Linked DNA regions of Ovis aries: region 2 is linked to region 1. A link is a contact called in public Hi-C data. All regions are on one chromosome and are shown on one strand. Each heading gives the region's core, a stretch centred on a gene start, on an enhancer-like site or on the middle of the called end of the contact. The rest is flanking DNA. Distances are from core to core; before and after follow the strand shown. Region 1 overlaps PLCXD2 (phosphatidylinositol specific phospholipase C X domain containing 2). Region 2 overlaps PHLDB2 (pleckstrin homology like domain family B member 2).

Region 1 (2,529 bases), core at 14-2,513:
TGACAGTTTAATGTGATAGTTCCTACTAGCAGTAAGTGTAAACACCATGGGTGGTATAGAGGAGGGAGTAACGAAGCACTAAGTTTTACATTATGGTAAAATGGCTCACTAAGTGCTTGCAACCTTGAAGATGCTGCAAGGAAGACACAAACCAGGGCTAATGTTTGGGTAAGAGACTGGAGTATTTTTAGGAAGGATTTTCTCTAGGTAAAATCTGAAAATAAACTGAGTTTATTTCTCAATGGGCCCATTTCTCTTCTTTTGGTAACACTGTCCTTGGTTGTCACCTTCTCGGCTCCTTGATCCTGGGAAGCTGCTCTCCCTCTTCTGAGCACACAGCCGACTTCTCAGTCTCCCCCAGGCAACCCTGTCAAGGCCATGCAGCATTTTGTCTTTTTCTTTCTTTCCCTTTTATCCTGACAACTACAGTCAGTTCTGGGACTCTACAATCAGCCATGGGCTAAAACACATCTCATATATTGATTTGCATTTTTAGATTCATAGCTGATTAGGACTTAGTAGGCCACTATCACAGGGGTACTTCCATTTTTAACTGGGACTCCTGAAGACTTAGTAACACCCTTGATTTGACTATAACCTATTCAAAGTCTCTGTGGCTCAGTCTCTCCCCCAGTAAAATGGGGACCATAATAATACTTCATATAGATTTAGGGGGCATTAAATAAAGTAACGGGGGCTTCCCAGGTGGTGCTAGTGGTAAAGAACCCGCCTATCAATGCATGAGAAATGCAGCTTTGATCCCTGGGTCAGGTAGATTTCTTGGAGGAGGGCATGGCAATCTACTCTAGTATTCTTGCCTGGAGAATCCCATGGACAGAGGAGCCTGGTAGGCAACAGTCCATAGGGTCGCAAAGAGTCAAACATGACTGAAGCAACTTGGCACAGCACACACAGCAAAATAAAGTTGGCACACATAGTAATATAGTGTAAAGTGCTTAGACGAGGGCCTGGGATATAATAAGTACAATGTAAGTATTGGGAGAAGGAATCATAATAGTAGAGAGATTTAAGGGTGGAGGTAGGAAAATTTCCTAAAGCACAAAATGCTGTGTCCTGAGAGGGGAGGGTCACAAATGCAGTCTTCCTTTGGAGGCAGAGATCTGGAACAAGGAGTGGCCCACAGGAAGGCCACAGCAGCACAGAATCTGATGCATTCAAGCTTTCTTGGGGAAAAAAAAAAAAAAAAAAACACACCACCCGCTTGTCTGTATTTAAGGATGAAATGCAGGTGCCACCTTCTGGTCATCACGGGGAAATGAGAATTAAACATCTGGTGGAGGCACGTCGGCTGACTCAAGCCAGAGCCAACAAAGAGCTCTGTGTCACCTTTGGGTTCACGTGGCAGCCTTCCCCAGGGCACGGATCAGATAACCAGGACTGCGCACAAAGAAAGGGGGATGCAGAACCCACTGTGAGCAGGAGCTGCTTCATTTTCTTAACTCTTAGCCTTCCCCAGGGCCTCTTTACCAAGAGATCAGTGCAGACGGCTGAGCCACATACTGCTTTCGGTCCGTGAGGCACTGAATCTCACAGGCTGCAGAGCAGCTCAGAAATGTCCCTCTGGCTTTCTACCCACTGAGAGCAAGGCTGGTCCATTGTGGGGATGGGCTTGGCAGGCCTGTTTTGGGCCAGGCGCTGTGGGAGGCACTTTCCTGTTAAGACTCCACAATCTTGTGCGGTGTTACTAAACCCACTTAACTGGTGAGAAAAACCACAGCTCAGAGTGAGTCCTCAGGAAACTTGTCAAAGGCAGCCTGTTGTAAAGGGACTGTGTTAGTTGTTCAGGGCTGCTGTTAAGAAAATGTTTGAACACCAGAACTTTATTTCCCCACAGCTCTGGAGGTCCAAAGTCCAAGATGAAGGTGTTGGCAGTTCTGGCTTCTCCTGAGGCCTGCTCCTTGACCTGAAGACAGCCACCTCCCTGCATCCTCACAGGGGCTGTTCTCCGTGCACACCCATCCCCAGGGTCTCTGCATATCCTAATCTCCTCCTCTTACGAGGACACCCGTCAGATTGGGTCACGGCTCACCCAAAGGGCCTCATTTTAAGTTAACTACCTCTTTAAAGCTTCTTTCTCCAGATACAGCCACATTCTGAGGGACTGGGGGTTACGATTTTGACATGTGAATTTCCAGGGAATGTGTGCTCAGTCATGTCTGACTCTGCAGCCTCATAGACTGTAGCCCACAAAGCTCCTCTGTGTATAGGATTTTCTAGGCAAGAATCCTGGAGTGGGTTGCCATTTCCTCCTCTGGGGACTAAGATATATCGAGCCAATAAGATAAAACAATCTTTATTTTTAAAGACTTCCTCTCCCGTGTAAGTACAACTCTCTGCACAGACTTCATCATAGAGAATCCCATGGACAGGGAGCCTGGAGGGCTACAGTCCATGGGGTTGCATAGAGTTGGACATGACTTTCACTTCACTTTTTTCAGTGTTACACGGAAATTTACATGTTTATTTTTCCTCACAGAATGTACACCTGTGGGGGCAGAGACTAGATTA
Region 2 (2,529 bases), core at 11-2,510, 250 kb before region 1:
AAAGTGGATGGCATTTAAAGAAAAATGTGATGGTATGGGGAGGGGGGGATGCGAATAAATTCAGGCCAACAGATTCTATTCCTTGAAAAGGCCAGATGAAAAAATGGAAACATGTCATTTACCTTAGTTTTAAAAGAGGTATTCAGCACTTAAAACTGGGAAGGGATTTCCCTGGCGGTCCAGTGGTTAAGACTCCATACTTCCAGCACAGGGGGCATGGCTTTGATGCCAGGTCGGGGAACTAAGATCCCATATGCCGCTTGGCACGGCAGATAACAAGACAAAAACATAAGGAAATAGGGCATGAAGTTCTCTCGGCTGCTTCTTTCAGAGGAGGGCTCCTCCACTGTAATGTTCCCAGGAGTTCTCCCTGCCACAACCTCAACAACAGTTCTCCTTATATAACCTCAGGCATGATGTAACTGACTGAACGTCATTTAGTAAGTACAGCCCCCACCAGATGCCCCAAGCATATATGTATGTACATGCTGATTTTCGTGTACTCTCTGATAGAAACTGAAGGCAGAGGTGTTCTGAAAGGCAAAGTTAAAATAAGATAAGAATGTGGAATGAAAGCTGTACCCAATGAGTAGTCCGGGACCAGGCAGAGAAGTCTGTCATTGATGTCTTTAAGTTTACTACAGCTGGACACGACTGAGCAACTTCCCTTTCACTTCTCACTTTCATGCACTGGAGAAGGAAATGGCAACCCACTCCGGTGTTCTAGCCTGGAGAAGCCCAGGGACGGGGGAGCCTGGTGGGCTGCCGTCTATGGGGTCGCACAGAGTCAGACACGACTGAAGTGACTTAGCAGTAGCAATAGCAATAGCTGGAGCAGAGGTTCATCTAGACTAGGTCGCGCATGTCACCAGCTGGAGCAGAGGTTCATCTAGACTAGGTCGAGCATGTCACCACGAGTAACATTTCTAAACCGGTCTCATATTTTATGCCGTTAGACTACCCCACCCTTTGTCCTGGGGGAACATAACCTAATCATATACTTGGAAACAAAACTAATCTTTGAGATTAAAATAGAATTGTGCCTTTGGTTTGGCTTCAGATACCAAATAGTCATGGATGACCTTTCCAGCAAACCGAAATGTGCCAGAGGTTTGGCATAAGGAGATAAAACGAACACGCTTTCCTTGGATTTTCCCTTTATTTTGCCTTTGATTCTGTGGTACTCTGACTCTAGACAGGTGCCACAGATTAAGGCAAGTCTCTCACTGCTGAACTTCAAACTGCCAGCAACTGGAAGGAATAAGGGAAGGAACTGGTACCTTTTATCTTTAAATCTAGTAAGCCTTGGTAAAGCTGACTTGACCTTTAAATTACATGGTACTTAAAATTTTACTTTAGTTTCTCCGGAAACATACATTATGTAAGCAGTTCTAGTGACAAGACCAAACTCCACGATGACTGAGACAGGAAGTTAAACAAAGTGGGTGGTTCTCCTGAGTTTAGCAATCCTGTGCCCATGTGTGTGGACTGGCAGCACTGTGATAACACAGTGTGGTTAGGAAAACAATTCAAAATATTAATTATTGATTAAATTCCACCATTAAAATTAATTTAAAATGAATTCCACCATAAATATTAATTCCACCAGCAAGGAACTGGGCTCGTTATTCTGTACTGGAGTGTCTGCTTCCAAAAGATGACAGAATCTCTTTTTCTCAACTCAGTTTGGGTGTTGTATTTGTTTCTAGAAACGAATCTAGCTGAACTTTCAAAGTCGCTCAAAAAAAAAATTCTTTTTAAATATACTCCAAAAAATGGGTTCCCATGAAAATGTTCCACGCTTAACTAAAGAAAAATGTTATTTTGTTAGTTGTCCCCAATGAATTCTGAAATAAACACACTTTTTTTTGGCCTAATAACATCTTTCTCTTGGCCATTAGAAGCCAAAAGCTAATGGGCAGCACAGCCACAGGCATCCTCAGACACAGCACGACCGTCTTCTAAAAAATGACCACCAGGGGGCAGCCTACTCCAGCCCATCCAGATTGACCGACCCACCTGGGCCCTTTGTTTCTCCCTTATCTTCACTTCCTTTTCAATTAACTTCTGCCTCTGGCTAGTTTCTTCCTGCAGCCGTTTTTCCAGGAGTTCTCGACGTCGTTTTTCTTCTTCCAGAGCGCGTTTCTTGGCTTCCATTTCTCGTTCCTAGGTATCATTATGCAGAAGAAAATTTCAAACATACTGGTTATACTCGAATAATTCCAATGCATATATATCTAAATCTCACTGGGCAATTCCTAATTTTATAGCTGAGGTTCTTACAGTGTATAACCAAGAGTAAAACATCCATAATCATTGCTCACAGAGCTTTCAAATCATTCTGTGCAGAAATGCAGCCACTACATAAAGTTAACAATGGAATATTAAGTGAAACCCAGCTTGTGACTCTTCAGTCCTTTCATACTAATGACCCCAACTCTCCATTTTTAATACAAAAAGGTTAATTGTGACCCAACACTAGTCACAGCTTTTAGCCTTTCTTTGATGGCTGTGGGTCCTTCCAATTCC

Evidence for each region. Hi-C and Micro-C count contacts between places; a contact is called where the count stands out from the background.
Region 2: a contact with region 1 is called in a Hi-C map of liver, with 4 times the contacts expected there. The contact joins two enhancer-like sites. A contact is called at or near these places in 8 of 16 Hi-C or Micro-C datasets (hypothalamus, liver, mesenteric adipose tissue and 4 more).

The regions. Positions count from the first base shown.
Region 1 is chr1:177,435,190-177,437,718 of ARS-UI_Ramb_v3.0, reverse strand. All of the region lies in intron 3 of PLCXD2 (phosphatidylinositol specific phospholipase C X domain containing 2), which reads right to left. Among named protein-coding and RNA genes, the nearest start is that of PHLDB2, 14 kb to the left of the region's middle. Within about 2 kb of position 1,263, at least 26 of the 54 cell types and tissues checked have an H3K27ac peak or open chromatin away from gene starts, as enhancers often do. A contact at or near this core is called in liver, where this site is marked.
Region 2 is chr1:177,682,737-177,685,265 of ARS-UI_Ramb_v3.0, reverse strand. It overlaps PHLDB2 (pleckstrin homology like domain family B member 2), which reads right to left. Exons shown (of 17, transcript XM_060417608.1): 14 at 2,020-2,166. Among named protein-coding and RNA genes, the nearest start is that of ABHD10, 14 kb to the left of the region's middle. Within about 2 kb of position 1,260, at least 3 of the 54 cell types and tissues checked have an H3K27ac peak or open chromatin away from gene starts, as enhancers often do. A contact at or near this core is called in liver, where this site is marked.